Regions from separate parts of the Mus musculus genome. Here region 2 is linked to region 1. A link is a contact called in public Hi-C data. All regions are on one chromosome and are shown on one strand. Each heading gives the region's core, a stretch centred on a gene start, on an enhancer-like site or on the middle of the called end of the contact. The rest is flanking DNA. Distances are from core to core; before and after follow the strand shown.

The links. Hi-C and Micro-C count contacts between places; a contact is called where the count stands out from the background.
Region 2: a Hi-C map of cerebellar granule neurons shows a contact between it and region 1, with 1.8 times the contacts expected there. The contact joins two enhancer-like sites. A contact is called at or near these places in 4 of 484 Hi-C or Micro-C datasets (brain, cerebellar granule neurons and cerebellum).

The regions. Positions count from the first base shown.
Region 1 is chr1:83,220,133-83,227,736 of GRCm38.p6, reverse strand. No RefSeq gene overlaps it. Among named protein-coding and RNA genes, the nearest start is that of Daw1, 64 kb to the right of the region's middle. Within about 2 kb of position 2,791, at least 6 of the 459 cell types and tissues checked have an H3K27ac peak or open chromatin away from gene starts, as enhancers often do. A contact at or near this core is called in cerebellar granule neurons, where this site is marked.
Region 2 is chr1:83,491,995-83,499,598 of GRCm38.p6, reverse strand. No RefSeq gene overlaps it. Among named protein-coding and RNA genes, the nearest start is that of Sphkap, 88 kb to the right of the region's middle. Within about 2 kb of position 4,393, at least 2 of the 459 cell types and tissues checked have an H3K27ac peak or open chromatin away from gene starts, as enhancers often do. A contact at or near this core is called in cerebellar granule neurons, where this site is marked.

The DNA.
Region 1 (7,604 bases), core at 1,542-4,041:
CTTTGGGTAATTTTCTCTGTGTATGTGGTAAGGTAATAGTTTCCTACTATTTAGTCAAGCACTAACAAAGTCTATCCTCTTTTCTTGTATAAATGGGAAAACTCAGAAGTGATGAAGGCCAGGTAGAGAGTCTTGAGCCAAGGGACAGTCTCCATCCTGCCACTATCACTGTGACTGGTTTCATCCCCCACTTCTAGGGATTAATATAAATGTCTCAGTTGTGCTCTTCTACTCCAAAGAGTCGCACATCAGAGGCATAGACTTGAAGAGCCAATGTACTCAGAAGTACCGGCCTAAAGATAACGCGCACACACACACACACACACACACACACACACACACACAGTCTACACATTATCTAAAAGCAAAGCAGATACACTATATGCATTTGCCAAATATCTAGTAAGTCTTTTCTATGTAACCCTTACTGAGCTAAGCTAAGATATAAAATGTCAAACAGTCTAGACAACACTCATGTTCATCAGCATCTGTCTCTTTCCCATGGGCTCAAGGATATGCTTTATTTTCTTCTGAAGTTTGGCTAAGACACAAAGAAAGCTGAATAGCAGTGACATGAATCACTTGCTATGTACAGTTCTATAGCCTTTCTTCTTTGCCTCAGTTACCATGAACCACATATTGAGGCTAAAAAAGCATGTGAGCTTTCCATGGGGGTCAACTGCCCTGAAAACCCAGAAAAAAAATTCAAAGGTAAGAAATAGTTTCTGTGTGACCCTCCTGAGAATCAAAGGGCATTGTTAATTGTCTGTGCCAACATTATCTTTCTTATAAATGAGAAACTAAATCAGTAGTCCCCAACCTTCCCCATGTTGCATCCCTTTTGTAGAGTTCTTCATGTATGATATCCCCCAACCATAGAATGATTATTTTGGTTGCTATGTCATAACTGTACTTTTTCTACCGATATGAATCATAATGTAAATATTTTATTTGAAGAACATCTTATATTTGATACCCTCCATGGGAGTCATGACCCCCAAGTTGAGAACCACTGGACTAAATAATACAGGGCTCCTGTACTCTGTGTGCTTATAGTCCAGGTAGATTATTCACTACATCTCAATGGCTGTAATAATGCTATGGTTAGCAAAAACAGTTGTTTCTAATTTACATAGCATTCACTTCCAAAGAAGTTCAAAAGATCATTTTCATGTGAAAGCATGTATAAAAACAACTTAAGATACAATCCACTAAAGTGTTTATTCTCAATACTCAATAATTATTTGAATCACATGTTCAAATTATCAGTGAGAAGGACCTACATCACTACAGGTCTGGTTGGTACAGATTAGGGCCAAGGTTTCAGAACTGTTCGGAGACTCTTAGTTTTGGACTGTTAGTTTCAGTTGAATCTGGTTTCCTTAACTCCCTGAGACAAGTCTACATGTTAGTCTCAAAATTAAACACTGAGTCCAACGCTAAGGTTATTTCTAAGAAAAGAAAATGGAATTTCTATTTCTGGAAATCTATGGTATTTTAATCACATCTTTAATGTTCCTCCCTGTGGCTATGAGTTTCATTTGTCACGAAGCTAGGCTACAGTTTAACTCCCTGACTATTCCAACAAACATTAATGTAGGTGGTGCTGTGAGGATAGTTTGCAGAGAGATACACACCCATAAATGGCTGACTTGAGAGGTTAACCTACACACTGCAAAGGGGCTTAGATCAACTGACAGTCCTTTGCAATAGAGCTCCCTCAGACAAAACAAGTAATTCCTCCTGTGAACAGCAGCTTTAGCGTCTAAGCTTGGGCACCGACATTCTGATGGTCACTGCTCTGCTCATCCCCAAATGTACATCACCCATTTGCTTACAGCAAAGCACCTCACCTCCTCTTCTCACTCAGTTCCTCTCAGTGAAGCTTGACTAATACATTTCTCACCCTCATTAACTTGTAAACTGTGGAACAGAGATATCTGTCTTATTCATTATGAATTCCTGGTACCTAGCAACATGTTGGGCACTTAACTGTCACCTATTAAATATATACTGGATAAATAAGGGAGTGAATGAATAAACCAGATGAATAACCAGATGAAACATCTGGTTGCTGAGGTAAAAGCATGTATCAAAAATGAGAAATAATGGGGGGAAGTCAGTGCTATTAGAATTCACTTTTTAAAGGAGCAAATATATCTAGTCATAGAGACCATGGAAGAACTGCAGTACAGCTGAGAGCGCAGGGTGAATAGTATGGAAGCAGTATACAGAAAATAGACAGTGAGCAGATTTTACACACTTGGATGCAAAATGCTATGCTTTTAGCCAGGAATAGCTCTGTCTCTGTCTTTTCTGTCTCTATCTCTGTTTCTGTCTCTGACTCTATCTCTATGATGTGTGTGTGTGTGTGTGTGTGTGTGTGTGTGTGTGTGTCTCCTCTCTCTCTAACTCTCCGTGTGTATGTACATAAATAAATGACAAAAAGATGATATGATGATGATGATGAAGATAGATAGATAGATAGGTAGGTAGGTAGGTAGGTAGGTAGGTAGATAGATAGATAGATAGATAGATAGATAGATAGATAGATAAAGATGGATCATCTGATCACAGAAACTAGGCAAGGTCGGATTAGATAGTTCGTGAACAGGAAACTACATGTACATTTTTATCTTCTCTAGTTAATATAACCTCTGAATTGTCAAGTTCTGTGTGTTTGACCCATCAGTTATTCCCACAGAGGCATAGACTGAAAATTGATTCTAAATTAATTGAGTGCACAGTTACTCACAGGTTTTCTCAGTCAGTCAGTTCAATGCTCACTACTGGGTCTCAACAGTAAGCCAAATCCAGTACCAACTCAAAACAAAAAGAGAAGATATGTCTCCTGGTAGTGAGGCCAGGTTAAAAAGTGTTGATTACCCCCCATAGTTGTAGGTCTCCCTGCACATGCCTGGGGGCTTTGCATATTTTCTAAAGCCTTGGGGCTTATTGCAAAGACAAGGAATATCTGATATAGGATGTTGACTTTTGTGAAAACTGGATGTAGGCTTGCCAGATTTTTCTCTGACCTCATCTCTCCTCTATGAGGTTGTGCCAGGCTCCTGGGGAGAGGATGAAAAAAATAAATGTGTTCCATCATAAAACATCTCTGTGGTGTACAAGGGAACAGCTAAGATGCTCCAGAGCCACACAGCAACACAGTGGCAGTGCCAAAAGCCACTTGAGATGAAGTAAATTCTAAAAATAGAATATGAGGGCATGTCCTCTATCAGAAGAAGAAAATAAGAGGGCCAAGGAAGTCAGAAGAGGGACTACTTGTCACAGTGCCTACATCTGTCCTAGAAACCATGTGTCTGACAAAAAGTGGTCTAGGGACAATTCAAGTCCTGACTGTGTGGCCCATATTCATGATACTAGGTGTAGTGGCTATTCCTGGTTGTCAACTTGACAATATTTGGAATGAACTACAATCCAGAATTGGAAGGCTCACCAGTGACCCTTATCTGGAGGCTTGGAGATCCTTATCTGGATCTTGGTTTGAAGATCTTGAGCCATAGTGGCTATGGATTCCAGAAGATTGAATCTCCGAGTTTAAGGAACACACCTTTAATCTGGGCTACTCCTTTCATCTGGGATTAAAGGTGTGGTGGAACACACCTTTAATCTGGGCTACACCTTCTGCTGGAGACAATATAAGGACATTGGAAGAAGGGAGTCTAGCTCTTGCTCTTGCTCCTTCACCTGCTTGCTGCGTGAGACTGAGTAACTGCTAGATCCTTGGACTTCCATTCACAGCTGCGACTGAATCATTGTTGGGAATTGGGCTGCCGACTATAAGTCATCAATAAATTCCTTTACTATCTAGAGACTATTCATAAGTTCTGTGACTCTAGAGAACCCTGACTAATACACTAGGACACTCTACCACTGAGAATATCCCCAGCCCTGGCCTTTGTTTTACTTTTTATTTTGGTATGGGGTATCACTAAGTTACCCACGCTGGCCTTGAACTCATGATCCTCCTCCGGTCAAGTTGATGAGATTGAAAGCATGCACCACTAGGTTCACCTGCTTAGTCTGTCTTCCAGTGTAGACCTTTGGTTTTGTCACAGCTGCACTGTAAACATCATGGCAGACAATCACATAAACATAGAGTCAATGTTTACAAGAAATCTCTCCAGTTTGGCTGGGCCACCCATCATCACTCTGTGAGATCATCTATGGCTCTCCCTATCCAAAAAAAACTGCCAATATACATCTCAGCCCTCAAGTGCTTCACCCATAGAAAATGGCCCCACAGAAACCAAGGTCATGAGTTTAAATGGCCAGGACTTGCTGCCACTGACCTGAAAATCAAAGCCAAACCATGAAATTCTCCTTCTGTACATAACAAGCCCACAGAATATTAACACGAAGAAGGTCACCCTATGACTGTGATGGACAAGACAGAAAAACAGCTCTGCTTTCTAGTCACATCTGAACAGAGCATTAAACATGTCAAAGATACAGAAATAACTCAACACCTCCCTCTCCTGGCTGATATGAGTGACAGCTGCTCCTTTCCCAATCACAACTTTAGTCTTGCTTCATAGCTGGCCTTCCCTAATCATAAAATGTATGAAGATGCTCAATCATAGACTTAGCCTCACATTCCAACAGCATCCAATCTTTGCAAAAGACAAAGTGTCCAACCTCTTCTGAAAATAAAGCAAACCACATCTTATAAATCGTTTCTATCGATCTGTGTCTGAGATGCCCCATAGGTCCCCATGGCAGAACATCTCTCTCCAGGAAGTAGTGAACTTGATTTGTTCCAAGGTATTTTTTGTCTGGTAGACAAGAAGAATAAGGAATATTACTGTTGTTGTTGTTGTTGTTGTTGTTGTTGTTATTTTATCACACTTGTTATGATTTTTTCGTAGTTACTTTTCCTTGTTGTTTTGATAAAGGACTGTGAAAAGAAGCTTGAGAAAGGGTTTATTCTGGCTCACAGTTCAAAGGCACACACCACCATGGCAGAGAAGTCACAATGAGAGGAATTTGATGCAGTTGCTCATACACTGTCAGGAAGAAGAGAGCAATGAATGCATCCTCTGCTTACTTTATGCATTTTATACAGCCCAGGGCCTCAGCCTAGGGAACTGCGCCCACTCTAAGGCAAATCTTCCTACAACAATCAACACAATCAACATACTCAAGGAAATCCTGCACAGCTCTTCTAGACTCACCTGGGAGAAAACCTTCTGGGCACACCTCTGAAGCTAACGGGTATGAAGGAAGGAAGTTTGTGATGACTGTAGTTTTGGTTTTTGTTTTTGTTTTTTTCCACCAAGCAATGTCTGTGTAAGTAGGTCAAACTCAAAAAGAAAAGACTTAAAGAAAATTTTCTGTTTGGGGTAAACCATAAAGCATGGTGTGGTGGTTTGAATAAGAATGGTCCCATAGGTTCATATATATGGATTCTTGGTTCCTAGTTAGTGGAACTGTTGAGGAAGGATTTAGAGGTGTGGCCTTATTGGAGGAATGTGTCAGTGGGATTGGGCTTTGAGGTTTCAAAAACCCCAGTCCAAGCAGGCCAAATCTCTCTGTCTCTCTGTCTGCAACTTATGGATCAGATGTGAGCTCTTAGCTACTGCTCCAACACCATGGCATCTGCCTGCTGCCATGCTCCCCACCATGATGATAATCAACTGACCGTCTGAAACTGTAGTTCAGTCTGTAATGAAATGCTTTATTTTGTAAGTTGCCTTGGTCATCACAACTCCTCACAGAGACGAAATAGTAATTAAGACACATGGAAAGGGACCTGTATTCCCCAGTTATAGATTTAGGGGAAAAAAGAGCTTCAGAGACAGACAGTAAAATCAAAGCTACAGAAGTGTGAAGCACCTTAAGACAACAGTAAGATCTAATGAGTACTTCTGTGAAATATGAGCTTGTTAAGGATGCTGTAACAAAATGTTCATACTGGACAACTTAAACAACTTAAACTCACTTTTAAGAGTTCTAGAGGTTTGAAGCCCGAGTTCAAGGTGCATAAGCATATATTTCTTCTGATCTCTTTCTGTCTCTCTCTGTCTCTTTCTGTCTTCTGTGTGTGTGTCTGTCTCTCTCTGTCTCTCTCTCTGTGAGTCTCTCTTTCTCTGGCTGAAAAATGGATTCTTCATTTTGTCTCATGTGATCTTTTCTTTGAGCACAAATGAGTGGGTCTCTTTCTCTGGTTTTCTACTTTGTATGGTGGACTATTAGACCACTTGGAACAACGGGTCTTATGTCATTATATTTCTAAAAATTGGTTAAATTTACTCAAAACAAATTACCTAGGCAAGTTATGGTATATGTAATTTGTAGCAACTAAGACTTTGTGCTAAAAAGGTCTTGCTTTCTGGTAAATAGATATTCATATTTTTCTGTTTCAATTCTTCCTCTATACCAGATCTAACAGCAAGATGCTCTAGATATTAAACAGGATTGCTAAACAAGCAATGCTAAGTCATAAGTTTGTCTATGGCCATACCACTCCAAACGTGTCTGATCTTATCAAAAGGGGGGAAGGGTGGATTAGTGCTTATAAACATTAGCCCAAATGCTCAAGAAAAGAGCTGATGCTCTTCTAAATATAGACTACCGCTGTGCCTGAGGGTGGTAGAGAAGAGCATTGGAGGAAGGACGTCTCCATACTGCAGCTTCAGCAAGGAGCCTTCTGGGAAACAAAGATGCTCCCCTGAGCCCTTGGACGAAAGCAGGCAGTTAACATAAGCACCTTTCCTTGGGCACAAGTCAGTACTGATACCAACCTTCAAATAGACGTTCTCCAGGGAGATAGGGAAGATCAAACACACAACAATCAACAACAGTATTGAAGGATACTCGAACTAGAGTATCCATGTGTTCATTCTATTGCCATAATTTCATGTTATAAAGAAGGAAATAAATTTGATAATGGGAGTGTTCGCATCAGACTGGAGCAATGGGTGGAGTCTGGTCTTACTCCAAGGCCATATGTAGTGGGTTTTCTCTCCCTGATGAAGTATCTCACTGTCTTCAGCGTTTGGTTTGCATTCTGTGGTCTGCTGTCTGCCCTCTTGGCCAGGCTGCAGTATTGGAGAGTGGACCACTACTGAGGGTTTGCTTAAGGACAAGTCTGAGCTGAAATCTCAAAGACAGCAAATCTCTCACCCTGCACTGAATAAGCAACATATGAAGTCAACCCCTATGCAATTATTACAGCTCAACATTTGTCAAAATTGGCAATTGTATATGATTTACACTAATTTCGTATTCATGGCAATAACCCAAAGCACTCTAACTATTCATCTACTTCTCCTTGGAGAGTGTCTACTGCACAGTCCTTTTGCCTCAGGCACACCTAGGAAATAAGTCTTATACTGCCTGGGGAAAGAAGGCCAAAATTATCTTCCAGAAGCTTCCATCACCTTCCACACACAAGCTGTAAAGAAAGGAAGGCTGCACTTGAATTAAACAGAAATTCAGGCATTCCTCCTGCAATTGTTATTTCCATAATTAAATATGAACATGCCCTAGAAATACCAGTGGAGTGTGGGGATGAAAAATAAAATACTAAACCAAAAGCAATTCTAAAAGGGATCCTTCCCCAAAGATCCTTAAACATTGAG
Region 2 (7,604 bases), core at 3,144-5,643, 270 kb before region 1:
ATATGCCTCAGTACAGCTGAACGCCAAGGCCAAGAAGTTGGAGTGGGTGGGTAGGGGAGTGGGTGGGGGACCATGTGGGGGACTTTTGGGATAGCATTGGAAATGTAAATGAAATAAATACCCAATAAAAAAATAAAATGAAATACAAAAAAAAAAGAACAAAGGTACACCTTCATCAAGATGCTATCTGAGGCCTGCTTAGGCTTATAGCTTGAGGAATTACAAGTGAAGGGATTAGTATGTCACTCTTCAGCAATGACTCTATTTCCTAGCTAAAGACACTAACCAGCTGTGTGTTGTCTTATATACATTCCTCATATTTATATATTTCATAACACAGAATATTCTAAAATAGGAATGAATATTTATGTCTTTTGATCCATATTCATATTCACTCAACAATTTGAAGTTCTACTGATTCGGTAAAATGTAGTGAAACAATTTAAAATAATATTTGTTCTAAAATGTTGGCATTAGAATTACAAAGAGCAACATATTTTACATTAATTACTCAAACAATCTTGCCTTAATAAGTTCATCAATTAAGAAACTTCTGCATTAATGCTACTCCTCTGAACTCTTGCACTATACATGATTTAAAGATAAAACATACACATATGAAGGAAAGACTTGCCCTTTCTTTTCATTTCATAGAACAGACTAGGACTTACACCATGGGCAGGTTTAAGGGGAGAGCAATGAACTTGCTGCTGGGATCCTCATGCCCATTGCTGTGGGTTTTTTTGTTTTTGTTTTTGTTTTTGTTTTTGTTTGTTTGTTCGTTTTTTTCTAAGCAGAGCGGAAGCAATCACTTTTGCACAAGACAATGTAGAGCTTCAATATAAAAACTTCTGATAGCATTTTCCATAAAAGAAACATTTTCCGTTTTAAAGTACATAAGGGAGCTAGGCTGCAGAAACATCACAGCTGATATAGTACTTGCCATGCAAATGTGAAGACTTGAGTCTGCTCTTTAGGACCAACTTGAAAACCTGGAATGAGGGAAGCTTTGGTAAATCTTAGCACTAGGGAGGAAGAGATATTTATCCATTAGGTTCCCTGTCTAGCCAGCCTAATCTCTTGGCTTGTGCTAGGTCAATGATAGATCCTGTCTCAATAAAGAAGGTAAGGGGCTCCTGAGGGATGGTACATGAGGGTGAACTCTGGGCACTGTGTGTACGTGTATACATGTGTGCATGCTCACACTCCCCCACATGAATTCCCCACTTGTACATACGCACACACACACACAATCAAAATATACTTATAAACTTACAAAAAGTATATTTTAATAAATAATAAGTCACTTACAGGTGAGTTGCTCCACAGTTGTATCTTCCTAGTGCTCTGGCTCATTCTCATGCGTATACAACACACATGTACGCATAAACATAAGGTTTGAGTCCCACTTTGAATAATCACAAACTATGCACTCTTGAGTCAATCAGTGTTTTTATCAATTGCATTCAAATAAAATATCTGCTTTCTAGAATTATTGACAAGTCTAAATATAGACTGTAAATAATTTAGTGTTTGTCATTGTTAATGTACAGCATAAATACTATTATTTGTGATAACTACACAGGGTTCCACTTTTTGTATGTAGTTAGAGGATCAAATCTGAAATAAAGTTAAAGGGTACTTACCTAGTTCTGGATTTACAGTTAAAATATAAATAGAATGATATTTTTATTATAACTGCTCAGCTAGTGGACTATTATATAATTAATGCACATTTTATTAAATAAGATTCTGTATTACCCAGTATATTTGCTGTTAGAAGATTAAGCCGGGCAGTGATGGCACACGCCTTTAATCCCAGTACTTAGGAGGCAGAGGAAGGAGGATTTCTCAGTTCAAGGACAGCCTGGTCTACAGATTGAGTTCCAGGACAGCCAGGGCTACACAGAGAAATCCTGTCTCAAAAAACAAAACAAATAATAATAATACTTTTAATTAAATAATATTTAAATATTTTATTCATTATTAACCTTTAGTCAGTAAAAACAAAAACAAAAACCGTAGAAGGAACTGAGTAATTTTCCTCAACTCCCTGATGTTAGTTGGGTGTCTTACTTATCTATCTGTTGTATAAACACAAAAGTCTAGGAACTGAATAGCATAGTAAATTAAAGCTTGCATCCAATGAACAGCTAGTTTGTGTAAACTTAAGCCTTCATACTGTGAAGTCGACCATACTCCCTGATGTCCATGAAGGATGGCACTTAAAGGGTTAACAAAGCCCCCATAGGATGCACAGCTTCTTGTGCACATCAGAATCACGTGACCAATTATAACAGGGAAGTCTTAAGAAAAGAAAAGGTTTGGAAGTATTTGTCCAGTTCCAAGTGTGTGGTCAGGAATCCTGGATGATTATGGAGTAAAGATTGTGTGTGGAAGTGGATCCTAAAAAGAGATGTCTGCCCACTCTTCTTAACACCTGTGTCCTTTTGCTGACTCTGTGTTTACAACTGCATGCAGTCTTGCCTGTGGAAAAGGGCTGGCTGAGGCGCTGACACCTGCACATCAAATAGCCACTGTATAAAAATACCGCCATAGTGTCTGTCAGCACTTTTTCCACACTTGCCAGGATAAAAAGGCAAGATCACTGTGCTCTAAACACCAAGCTGAGAAAATCATTAGGCCTTGAGCCCATTTCAATAAAGAATAAACATGCTTTCCCAGACAGATAGGAGAAACAAACCTGCACATTAAGGTGTGTCAAGTAATACTTTGTTGAAATTATTGTGGGTGATTCTGCCATGTCACCTCATAATGCTGGCTTCTGAGGTCAGATGACAATTCCTGAAAGGTGGCCATTTTTAATAAAGTTTTACAACAGTCTTCATTTCTGTATTCAGGATACTTAGTTGTGTGCATTCTTTTCTTTTTGATGTGTGGTCCAGTGTGTATGGACATATGTGTATGGGTAGACATGCATGTGGGTTTATAGTGTTCAGAAGTGGACTTTCTGTATCCTCTTGGATTGCTCTCCACATGATCTTTTGAGTCACATGTGTGTGCAGTGTATGTGTGTGAGTGTATGTGTGTGTGTGTGTGTGTGTGTGTGTCTATTCTCCATGCTCACCGATTGGCTAGCCTCATTGGCTTCCAATGCCCCCCTTTTCTTTTCCTCTGTCTCCTCCTAGCACCCTCATTATTAAATTCCCTTTCAAATATTTGCCTTAGGGCAGTGAGAAAAGCTTCCAGCACGAGCATGTGAAACCAGGAATGCAGGTATTCACATTGCAGAAGTGAGAAACATCTAAAAAACACAGCTGGGAACACCAAAGACAAATTGTGCCTATTTCACAGTCTCTCTCAGCCCTAGTCCTGTTAATATTTCTTTCTCAGTAAAGCTTTCTCTTCTGCACTGAATCAAGTCCCAAAACAGTGTAATCTCAGGGGTTGATGTAAAGAGGATAAAGGCAGCAATTTTTCACTCTAACATCATTAAGTCACCTTTCTGAAACAGGTGATAGTAGCTACAGCTACATCTGTCTATTTCTAGTCGAAGAAAAATCTTAATTTTAATTGAGAAAAAAATTCTGTGTTTCATTTTCCCCTGAGTTTGAGATATTGATTATATAAACAAGTGATTGTCTCTATATTTAAAGCCATAAATAACCAGATTCTATAGAGGTTCCAGTTGAATGCTATGACTTTCAAATCAGGAGCCAATGAAGCTATGTTATATGGAAACATAAGCATATTCTCTCCTTTTCATATTTCATGTATATGAATTATTCATAAGAAAAAAATATGAGATTTATTTTCCAGCATGAACACAGAGGGAACTGTATCATAATCCACAGAATTTACATCTTAACAACTATCTTGGTACCTCAAAGGGGTCATAAGAAAAACATAATGATTTTCACATGATTTTTTAATCAAATATTTCTATAAGAATGTTTGGACTGCTCACCACTGTAACAGATGCCCAGAGGAAATTAGTTATTCATATTAAAAAGGGGGGCTCAGACAAAAAGTAACCACAGCAGAGCTTTTCTTATGTGTGTGTGGTTGTAAAGAACAGAAAGAAATATTATATCTAAATCCCAACACATATCATTATGTCAAATTCTTCTTCCCAAGTTACATTTACCATTGTTGTTCCTGTGTGGATAGTAATTGCAGGTCATATTTTATAGAGTATCCATCCAGACCTGCAACTGTGCCTGTTTCTAATGTCAAAGTGCCCTAGGTAATTCTCATGTAGTAGATCCCTAGACCAAGAACATACCAAGAGGCACAGAATCTAGCGATGAGGTCACTAGAAAGAAGAGGACAAAAATAAAACGATCACACTTTGTTAAGCTTAACTAGGTCGTCCCTGGAGGTTAGCACAGATGGTAGATGCGCCCCAAAGCAGGATGAGGAATAGTCAGCATTGGCAAGCTATGTGTTGGCTGTAGGACAAAGGTGCCATCATCACTGGAAGGGAGAAGGGCTCCAGGAGTGAGGTCCATCACTTATGAAAGTCCATGAGAGATGGAATGCATCCTATGTTCTGAACAAGCTGACTTTAGAGTAGTATATGGCTGGATATAGTATTCTGTAGGGTTCATTCTTAGACCTGGATTGCTTAAAGCTGCATATACAAAGAAGTCACTGTGAACAACCCTATCCACCAAGCCACCCCAGGCCAATTAAATGTATCCCCAACTCAGTTCCCTTTATTGAGATTCTGAAATGTCCATAGTTAACTTCATCAGCCTAAGGCACTATATGGTCTCAACAATAAACAGGTTGAATACTAACATCCAGTAGTCATAATTAAATGTGTTTATAACATCTTATTTCAAACATACAATGATGTAAACTTATTCCTGGAGTTCTCCTAAGAAAACAAATGGAATCCATAGATACAGACAGCCCATTGAAGGCATTTTCCTTTAATGATATAAAGGAAATGAAGGAGGCATACAGATATTTATTATATTTTTTACTCATTTATTTTTATGTTATGTGCAGTGATGTTTTGCCTGCATGTTTGTCTGTGTACCACATACATGAAGCAACCACAAAGGCTAGAAGAAGGCATCATATCCCCTGGAACTATAGCTGCTGATGGTTTTGAGCTACCACATTAAGTGCTAGTTGTCCAGCCTAGGTTCTCTAAAAATATCTCATGATCTTAACCACTGAGCTTTCTATCCTTACCATCTTGTTTTTGTTTTTGTTTTTGTTTTTGTTTTTGTTTTTGTTTTGTTTTGTTTTTTAGTGAAAGGTAGTACCATATGTATAGTGGTTAGGACAATCAAATGAGAAATAGTTATATTTAGGATAATATAAATACTATTTATAGAGAATAGTTGCAGGGAAGGAACCATTCTTGTCCAGAGATGGTAAGAATCCAGGGAATTAATTGAAGTGCTGTCCTTCCATAAAAGCCTAAAACTATATAATCTACTCTTTAGCAGAATGCCAGCTACATTAAAATACTATATATTTATTTGTGATGATTTCTTTCCTCAATAAAATGTGATATAGTACATCCAGGTGAGTTACAGTTAAATGAGAGGACAGGTGGGAGATGGAGAGAGGGAGGGAGGGAGAGAGAGAGAGAGAGAGAGAGAGAGAGAGAGAGAGAGTGAGTCAGGGTTGACCAGGAAAGTTAAATGTAACTTTAATTTTTTTCAAAGCCTACTTTTAACGGTGGTTCTTAAACTCTTTACCCTCCCTTCTAGCCCATCACCAAATGTGGTGGAAAAGAAAGGATATGGAAGAAGTAGACATGTTTAGAAATGATTCTTTGGAGCAACTCCCATCTATGTGGTCGAGAAATTGGCATTTCAGTTCACAGGTCATCAGTGGCAGCTCCATAAACTTGCAAACCCTTCATGGATATACTGGCAGTCCAGTTCGGCAGAGTTGGGAGAGCAAACACAAATCAGCAGAGGTGGCACTACCTAGCAGAGAGAGCCAGGCCTCAGCCTCAGCATGAGTCCTCAGGGGGGACCAGCAGGAACCCAGGAGTTCTTGGCTGCACCTCTCTCAGCAAGACCAACAAGCATTGCACAGCTAACTTTAGAAACAATCCTAGCCCATCACTGTCTGTGGAGTCCTGTTTATACTCCCTTCAAACATGTGTCCTCCATTGCTCCTGTCTCACCTCATGTCATACCTCAGCACTTGAGTTTGACTTAGCAAAACTCCAAGTCACACTCTTTCAGCTGACATCACTCTGCCAATCAGTCTGAGTCCAAGGAAGTGGCAAGAAACTGTAGCACACTATTAGAAGATTTTTTTGGTGAATTTCTCTCTACAGAGTCCCAAGAAATGGAGCTCAACTATGAAATATAAGGTAGGCCAATACTTGTATGTCATTAGCAAAGAATCCTTCATCATGTGTCCTTTCATGTGCAGAAAATCCTTTCACCTGTATCTGCTTCAACAAAACATTCCTTCACAAGTCTGCCTTAGGGAAATGTCCTTTCACCTGTGTCCACTTCATCGAAATGTTCCTTCATGTGTTTGATTTAACAAAACACCATCCAACACAACTGACTTTCCAAAGAACCTTAAGTTTCCATATCAGTTGAGGTATTGCCTGGAAGCAGTGTGGTCTTTTGGAAAATTATGATGAATAATTTAAGTAGGGATAATCAAAATCATTGTTCATTTTTACCAGAAAGACTTAAGAGTGAGTTGGTTCAAAGACAGGAGAAATTGGAGGTAACATATTCAATGTTCTTCTGAAAGTTTACTTAAGACAGACAAAAAGGGAGAAAGTGCACTATGTATGCCAGGGGAAGACTATGATGATGGCTGTTGGATTCTGGTTTGGGGAGGGAGGATATGAGAGACATAATGGAGAGAGGAAAGGTGCTACAGTGGATGGGCTGGAGGACTGGGTGTCAATGAAGATGTGCTATTTATCCTACAGATCTATGGAATCATGCTTGGAGGGTTAGGAGTTCCAGAGGGAAGTGACGAAAGTGTAAGCTTTAGAACATCCACAAAATGACAATAGAACAATCAAGTCGAGATGAGTGATCATATCATGAGGATGTAAGTGAATGAAACCAGAGCCAATATTTAGAATATTAGAGTAATTATAGAATAAATATAGTTTTTTCCTAAAAAAACAAAAGACTTATTCAAGAATATGACTGGAAGAGTGTAGAGGAAAGAATGACCCTGTTACTAAAATATCACGACTACAGAGCAGATCATAATTATTCTACATTTACTTACTAGTTCTGAAAAACACATGCACAAGGAAAGCATCTCAGATGATTGGCAGGTAGTAATACTTCAATTGTTTTCAGTCCCGTTCTCCTTCTAGTAGTCACCCCTTCCACAAGTGGTGTGTACAGTCACTGGCTTCTCACCACACCGCCTGTACATACATATGCATATATGTATTTTTCTTCATAATGGAACAGGTATGAGCAACAGATTAGGATTCTGATAAGGTTAAACCCGAATGACTGTGCTCAATTTGGAAAGATTAATGTTAGCACTGAATAAGATTATTAATAATTATATATGTAAATGTGTTTAATATTTAGAATTATAAAAGGGAGACAGGTCATAGATTAGATAGATGGTAAATTGATAGATAAGTAGGTAGGTACATATAGAGTTACCAAACC